Regions from separate parts of the Hordeum vulgare genome. Here all the other regions are linked to region 1. Evidence: chromatin contacts called from public Hi-C data. All regions are on one chromosome and are shown on one strand. Each heading gives the region's core, a stretch centred on a gene start, on an enhancer-like site or on the middle of the called end of the contact. The rest is flanking DNA. Distances are from core to core; before and after follow the strand shown.

Evidence for each region. Hi-C and Micro-C count contacts between places; a contact is called where the count stands out from the background.
Region 2: a contact with region 1 is called in a Hi-C map of seedling, with 2.8 times the contacts expected there. The contact joins the promoter of LOC123429851 here to the promoter of LOC123425685 in region 1. A contact is called at or near these places in 2 of 6 Hi-C or Micro-C datasets (leaf and seedling).
Region 3: a Hi-C map of seedling shows a contact between it and region 1, with 3 times the contacts expected there. The contact joins the promoter of LOC123425680 here to the promoter of LOC123425685 in region 1. A contact is called at or near these places in 2 of 6 Hi-C or Micro-C datasets (leaf and seedling).

What each region holds. Positions count from the first base shown.
Region 1 is chr2H:164,787,868-164,790,567 of MorexV3_pseudomolecules_assembly, forward strand. LOC123425685 (phospholipid-transporting ATPase 2-like) reads left to right here and starts at 1,273. Exons shown (of 25, transcript XM_045109393.1): 1 at 1,273-1,446; 2 at 1,960-2,153; 3 at 2,292-2,505. The coding sequence starts at 2,032.
Region 2 is chr2H:164,514,970-164,517,669 of MorexV3_pseudomolecules_assembly, forward strand. LOC123429851 (internal alternative NAD(P)H-ubiquinone oxidoreductase A1, mitochondrial-like) reads right to left here and starts at 1,440. Exons shown (of 6, transcript XM_045113826.1): 1 at 1,222-1,440; 2 at 8-905. The coding sequence starts at 842.
Region 3 is chr2H:164,442,797-164,445,496 of MorexV3_pseudomolecules_assembly, forward strand. LOC123425680 (secretory carrier-associated membrane protein 1) reads left to right here and starts at 1,283. Exons shown (of 13, transcript XM_045109387.1): 1 at 1,283-1,525; 2 at 1,823-1,888; 3 at 1,992-2,096; 4 at 2,218-2,280; 5 at 2,560-2,593. The coding sequence starts at 1,463.

The DNA.
Region 1 (2,700 bases), core at 23-2,522:
ACAGAAGGGCATTCGAGCAAACAAAGGAGAAAAACTAAGGGCAAAACCGAATATACCTGAAAAGTAAGGGCAAAATCCGGGGATGGGAACCAACTAGGGACAAAGATGCAATTGTCCCTTCCGCTAATTGGGCAATTGCTCCACGGTAATTCTTGCTATTTCACTACCCGAGACAACAATATTTACGGTGTTGTTTGGGAGGGTGGTAAACTTTTCAACTTTCTTTATTGTTCTTTTGCATGTATAAATTGTTTGTTAAAAAAGGTTAATCAGATGATTAAGTGGAATTTTTTGTTGATGCGACTCATATCATAGTAGAGGTTATTGATAAAAGAGATAAATTTTAAAATTTGTGAGGAGTATACAACAATATGAAAACAACTATCCTTTTAAAACAAATACTAAAAAAGTTCAAAAAAATCCATTTTTTGTCATGGTAGAGATTTGATGCGTGATGTTCGCTCCAAATTTTAAATTATTTGGACGTCCGAGTAGCTCTCGCCAAAAAAGACAAATTTGAGGTGTGTTAAAAGTGTACCGTTCTTGTATTGTTTGGACCCAATTTGTCTTTTTTTTCTAGAGCTACTCGAATGTATATATGGTGTGAAATTTGAAGCCCACCACACGCACCAATTTTGCTACCTTGCATAAAAAAATTGGAATTTTTGAATTTTTTCTAACCGGGTGCAGATGATCCCGGGTTTTGAATTGGATATTCGCCTTTTAACTTGATTTTGCAGGTGCAGTGAAAAACTTGAATGTGAGAGATTTTGATATTTGATCATTTAAATTTAACCTTTACAATATTTATTTTTTTCCATTACAACACACAAGAATATTTGATAGTGGCTTAGAAACAGAAATTACCCTGTTTGTCCGGCTGTGAGGCGGGAGTATACCTGACCATCTCCGACCCGGTCCGCCCAGGCCCGGGCCTAACATCCATGGTCTAGGCCCTATGGGCTTGCCCATGGGCCGGACTTATGCGTGAGTTTTGAGCCCACTAGCAGGGCCGGACAGGGCTTGGGCTTAACATATTGAGATTTTAAGAAAAAGGTACGGGCTATGGCCCCCAAACTGACCGGTTTTTCAACAGATGGGTTAAACTTGGACTTCAAAGTAGGCCGGATGGTAGCGTCTGGCCCTGGATATAGGTGGGGGCCTGGGTGGGAGGAGCCCGGAGGGGGAGCAACGGAGCGGGGGCAGGGCGGTGGGGCGGCGCCTGGCGTCTTCTCCCGGCTTTTGTAGGGTCGGAAGTCGGACCCGTTTCGTCCGACCGGGCCGGGTGCGTCAGACGAACCGCGTCCCGCTTCAACGGCTCCACCCCGTCTAACCCGGGATACTACTCCCCACCTTGCTCCACCCCTCCGCAACTCCGTCCACCATCGCCTTCGCCGCCGTCCGCCGCCGTTGCAGCCGACCTCGTCGTAGATCTGGGCTCATCCGGTATATGATCACCACCTCATCTCTCTCCCCTAAACCTCCGCCGATCCGTGCGATCCCGCGCTATCCTTACGCCCGCACGCGCAGGACTAGATCGGGCGCGGGCGATCGGAAACGAAACCGACATGGACAGTGATGTTCAGAATTTCGATAGGGAAGCTCTCGTTTAACATTAGGCGGTGGTTGTGAAATGACCAGATCGACGGATGGGTTCTGCATAGCCGTAGATGATTTCATTCGTAACTCGCTTACTCAGCTTTGCAGATCGAATGCATATACTAATGAATGTTAGCTCAGTTGGATGCTGCCTGAGCAAACCACCATAGTCATAGGTACAGATCCCATGGTAGCTTGAAATCAACTGTGCTGAATTCTATCTGTCTTAGAAAAATTCCTTTCCCCCTTGCTCGATGTTGACTAATAAACTGCCGGCAGTTTGTATAGATCGATGCTGATTCACTTGGAACTTCCGTTTTGCTGTCATTCTTAAGCTGGCGCTCTTTAATTTTGTAGCAGGAGTGCTCAGCTGATTTCACGCGGATAATCAAAGGGGACAAATTACAATAGAGTGCATGGTTGTTTCTAGCAATGAAGCGCTTTGTCTACATAAATGACGAATCTTACCAGAATGATTACTGTGATAACCAGATTTCTAACACAAAGTATACCTTATGGAACTTCCTGCCCAAGAATCTATGGGAGCAATTCAGGTTCGTATTTTCTATTAGCATTCATTCTGTATTGACTTCAGAAATGGGAGTACCTTTCTGGCTCTCTTGGTGGAGAAGCCCTGACTGAAGTTGTGTTGCCTGTACTTTGTAGAACTAATGCTTGATTTGGTGTTTCAGGCGTTTCATGAATCAATATTTCTTATTGATAGCATGTCTCCAACTGTGGTCACTTATTACTCCTGTAAATCCTGCAAGCACATGGGGCCCACTTATAGTAATTTTTGCCGTTTCGGCAACCAAAGAGGCCTGGGATGACTACAATCGGTACATTTCAGACAAGCAAGCGAATGAGAAGAAAGTGTGGATTGTAAAGAATGGTGCACGCAAACATGTATGTTTTTCTTGGAGACTTTATTTGGTTATACTGTAAGCATAAAATTATTACAAATGCCACTTGGGTAGCCAGTGAATGCTTCTTTAGGGGTAGAACATGACACGAGAGCTATGGATGAACCTGTTTATTCTTAGTTTTTCTTAATGCCAGGTATTGCAGTAGGCCATATTATAAAGATGGCTCGCCTGAAAG
Region 2 (2,700 bases), core at 190-2,689, 270 kb before region 1:
TAGCTACCTGGGTTCTCGGAGAGCATGAGGTTGGTGAGGAGCTTGCGCCTGATCTGCTGCGCCTCGTTCACCTCGCGGAGGAAGATTGCGTTCTCTTGGACGCCCTTGATGTTGAAGGTGAGCGGCTCGGCGCCGCTGGCGATCACAAGCTTGTCGTAGGCCACCCTGAAGCGGTAGGGGTTGGCGGGCAGCTGCTCGTCGCCGGCCGCCACCGTGCAGTACACCTCGTGCTTGCGCGTGTCGATGCCGGTGCAGTTGGCGAGGAAGAAGTATGATCCGGGGCGAGTGGAGAGCGCCGGCTGGATGCGGCTGACGGGCTCCACCACGGACCGGAACTCCAGGGTGCCGACGCACGTCGACGCCAGCAGCGGCGTGAACACCATGTGGTTCCTCGGGGACACGCACACCACGTCGTAGGCCGAGGTGTCCACGTCCTTGAGGAACCGGCAGGCCGCCCACCCGGAGCCGAGCACCACGACGCGGGGCTTCTGCTTGAGGCCCGTTGGGCCCAGGTCCGGCAAGACCGCCGTCGCCGCAGCGGGGTCGGTGTGGGAGCACTCCGCCGCCAAGGCCTCTGCTGCCGCGGGGAGCAGCCTCGCGGGCGTCGCGCTGATGCCTCTGCTCGGGCCGTAGAGATTGGCCACCGCGCCGGCGCCGCACTTGTCGGCGAGGCCGACGCACGCGAGGCTGTGGAACGACGACGCAGCGTGGCGGCTTCCTTGCCCCAGCGCCGCGGCATTGCGCAGCGCGGACGCCGCCGGCGTGGACAAGCCGCCCTCGGACGCGATCCTCGAGAGCGACTGCGACAGCTGCGAGCCCCTCGCGATCCTAGACAAAGGCATCGAAGCGTGCGTACCGCGCTGCTTCTACCCGCCTGTATCTCGTGTGAGTTGCTGCAGATGTCACTGCGAAGATTCGGGAAGAAGACTTGGATGAGCAAAGCAAATCATCCAACCCGCACATGAGTCAGCATACACAGCAATGCATAGAAACCAATAACAAAAATGCAAGAGAATATATAGATCAACGGCGAGGAACTGGGAAACCCCAAGGCGAAGGAGACCACCAGCTACTAGAACAGGGCGAGTCCATGCCGCCGCCGCCGCCGCCGCCTCGTTTGATGATTCCGAGCCCCGTGCGTCACGGCTTCCGTGCGAAGGCACGGCCGACGCACTAGAAGAAGGAGAGGGAGAAACAGCGAGGCAAGAGTCGGAGGATTACCGGGAGAAGGCGATCGAATCAGCAGGGCGGAGACGTCGTGGTCGTGGTCGTCGTCGCAGGGCCCGCCATGGGCGAAGAGGAAGAAGCCAAGGCGCGCGTCCCGATCACCGGATCGGCGCGTGTGGAAAGGGAGTTTTCTCTCAAGAGCGAAAAGGAAAGCGGAAGGATCTGGAGGAGAGAAAGAGTCGCGTGTGTCTTGGAGAGGAGAGCGAGAGTATATTTACTTTCCCCCCGACTTGCCGGAGCCTTGGCTTGCGCAGCAAGAAGAAACGAACGAAGCCCCTGTTAATTCTGCTGTGGGGATCCGCGGTTGAGCAATCAATTCTTCTTTCCTTTTCTTCCTCGACACTGCATGCATGCCCTGCTTGGTTATGACCCGGTCAGCGCTAGCTGTCACGTACCGGCTGCCCCATCCGTGCTGAGATACTCGCGGACGGCGGGCGGGCCGGTTCGGCTCCCGTGCACGCAGGCCGTCTCGAGTCTTGACCCGAACGCAGCTGGCCAGATGTATCGTTGTAGGAAATGGGAAGGAACTATGATCGATCGATGGTTGCATGACCGTAAGCCCATCTCTCGTAGCTTTTTGCTTTGGGCTGGTTGTAACGGGTGGTATCATATACTACTAAGTATCATGTCTATAATATCACATTCGTAATACATAGTATCATATGTTAGTATTATAAGATAGTTTATTTATTGTCACGTAAGATACATAGTAACACATCATTTAATATGATACGATATCATGATATGATACTCAAGATGGAATAATTATAGGACACGGCGGAGTTCAAATTCTTTGGACGTTCTCGAAATGAAGATGGCGATCTCATCGTCGCCCTCCCTGGGTGCGACGACACGGTCCGAGCGGCGATCCTCATCGCCGGCGCCACCGTCCGAGCGGGCAGTGACTATCGGGCGCGTGCACGTCTCCTTGCGTGGAGCCCATGTACCGCCCGGTCGCTCGACCCGGGGATTCTTGGGCCCAAACCCACGACGCGCCCTGCAGATGCGGTCGAGACACTTGGGGGCCCCGATGCTACAGGAGAGAGAGAGGGAGAGACTACTTATCCGCTCACCCCGCCCCCCACCACCATCCCCGCACCGCCCCTCGCCACATCCACTTCCGATCTAGATCTCGACTCCCTTTTCAGTCATTTCTGGAGCTCTCCTAGGCTTTCCTCTACTTTCGGCTGGTGGGAAGGAAAAGTGGGAGGGGATCAGAGGTCGTTCGCGCAAGTGGTTGCTTCGCCTCCGCGGACGCAGTCCATGGCGGGGCGCGATGGAGGCAACCGCTTCAATCGAGGAGATGGGGGCGGGGAAGGGAGATTCGGGCGTGGTGGTGGTCGCTTTGGTCGCGGCGGTGGTCGCGAGCGTGGTGGTGGTGGCGGGGTCGCAGCATGGTGTGGATGCGCGACAAGGACGACGACGGCTCCTCCAACATTGATCCACGCCATGGGTCGTCTGACAAGGCGAGAT
Region 3 (2,700 bases), core at 33-2,532, 350 kb before region 1:
CCAAATTCTTCTAAGCCTGACGACCTCCTCTGCCTAAGACCGCGCCAGAACATCACCACCACCTCTAAATCGTGCCTCGTGCCCCATTCCACCCCTCGGCGGCCGGTGGAACAAATTTCGTGGCCGACATCGTCGGGGTCCGTCATGGCAGATCATGCACTCAATCTGGCGCATCCCGAGTTAGCAATGGCCCGAGGAGGGTGCAACTCTTTGCCCCAAGCCCGCCGGATGGCTGGACGGGCACCAAAGGTGGCTGGAGCCACCGAAGCGGGCGCCGGCGCACGCTCGGCCGGGCTTCTGTGCCTCTCCCCTGCTCTGGCGGGAGGTGGGAGGAGAACGTGCCAACGGGGCCCATGGGTTAGCGGTTAAGCCCCCCGTTTAAGTGGAAGCGCCGCTGCCGCGTGCCGCCTTCATGCAAAGGTGTGGATTCCAACCAAACATGCCCTTACCTTTGTATCAAATCTCCGTTTTTTTGTTTTTTTAAACGGAACCCCATGATTCCATAACTCACACTCGCTCACTAAGATCGCTAGCGAAAAGTACAGAGACACTTGTCGGCATGTCCTCCACCGTTGATAATGCTTGACAAAATAATAATAATAAATATCATCAAAGTGACGTAGAGGAACCAAAATAAACCGAAGTTTGGTTGCGAACCAACATGTGGTTGAATGGTTAGAGGGATCGTGGTATTCGGAGTCCACGAGGGTTCAAGTTCTCGTGCTCGTATTTATTTCTGAATTTATTTCAGGATTTCCGACGACGCGCATCCAGTGGTAGGACACATTTTTGTTGACGATGAGGCATCTATTGTGATTTCGTAAATTTGAAGATGATATGACAACTCAGTCTCTCAAATGTGTTTATAGTGATAGGATGTATGTGTATGCATTCATAGAATGAGTGTATGATCGTGTATATGAGCGCTTGACTGTGTAAGGCTCCTTTGATTCAAAGGAATTCTATAGAATTTTTGAAGGACTAAAATCCTTAGGAATATTTTCTATATTGATCTTTTGATTTATTGGATTGAATCCTATAGGAATTTTTTTATGAAATCTTTCGTACTACATTTCATAGAAAATATAACATCCACTTCAACTTTTTTTTTACAATTTCTTTGTTTTACGTGTGGCATCAAACACTCCTTACTAATTCTACAGGGTTGAAATGGACATGCCACTCCAACCCTTTATTTTTTTATTTCAATGTTTTTAAAATCCTACAAATCAAAGAGGCCCTAGTGTGTTAAAAAAAACGAAGTTCGGTCCACGAGCAGTTTCGGCGTGTGCGGCTCAAGTGGCAAAGTCGTCGCCGTCACACATATCTGGCCCAACTGGCGGGGGGCGGTGCAGTGCAACCGTGCGTGCCCTCCTGTATCTGCCAGGACTCATCGTCTCCCCCTTTCTCAATCGCCATTGTCGGTGGTGCAAGCAAGCGCGCCGGGGCGTGAGGGAGGGACATGGCGGGCCGCTACGATGGCGGCAACCCTTTCGAGGAGGAGGAGGACGTGAACCCTTTCTCGGTAAGGAGCCAACCCCCCCATGCCACGCCACGCCACGCCATCTCTCCCTTTATCCCGTTCCGCCATTGCCCCCGATGCAGCGGATCTAGTTTCCTTCTCGTTGCCGTGGGCGGCGCAAGGCGTCCGTTTGTGTTCGGATCTGACTAGGGGCAGATCTCATCTAATAGGTTTCCCTCTTCGTCCAATCTCGCCATCACCAACGCTTGTTCTGGGGGGATTCGCACTTTGATGAGGCATTGGTGCCAAAACCCTCCTGTATGCCCTCCGAACTAAATTTTGTGGGTGGTTTCTTGGCAGGAACAAGCGCGAGGCAAAGCTGGCGGCCAGTCCAACTATGGCGGCGGCGGCGCGTTCTACATGCCGGTACGGTATTCGTTGTTCTGCTCACCATTGAATTTGGGGTTAAATTTGCCCTGGACTGCTGGCTACTCACCACTGCGGTCCGTTGATTTTAACTGTAATGTAGAATCCCAGAAACGTTGCTCCCTCTTCGAATTCCCGGCTTTCGCCCCTTCCCCCGGAACCTGCAGATTTCAGTGCCACAGTGGATATCCCTCTTGAGTCTTCAAAGGTATGTGTGGTTGTGCAGCTTAGTCTTTGCAGCTGCAAAATGCATGCGCCTATGAGAACGTCAGCTAGAAGGACAATGATACCCAGGGCTTCCAATTAATGCGTCTTTCTGAATGCTCCAGGACCTGAAGAAAAGAGAAAAGGAGCTGCAAGCGAGGGAAGCAGAGTTGAACAAGAGGGAGAAGGTACAATGCATATTTGTGCAGTTATATTACTCTTTAATTTGGCTATTCTATTACGATAAGTCATTAGCAGAGTATATTTGGGGCTTGTTAGTTGATGTTAATAACTGTCTTCAGTGTGAACTAATTTCGTGAAGTTTATTTCAATCATCTCGCGTTGTTGGCTATCTTTTAAATTCAGTTTTTTATCTGCACACAGTATTCCTGGCACTATTTACATAGTTGATCTGAGCCAAAAGTTTTATCAGGTTCTGATTCCCCCATATTAATTATATTTACTAGGAATTGAAAAGAAGAGAGGAAGCGGCAGCACGAGGTTAGTGTTTGTCTTATCTTTCTGTCTTTCATAGATGACACATTAGAAGCAGTTTGTCAATATTCTTGTCCTATTTTCTCTTGGCAAAATGAAAGAATCATACAGTA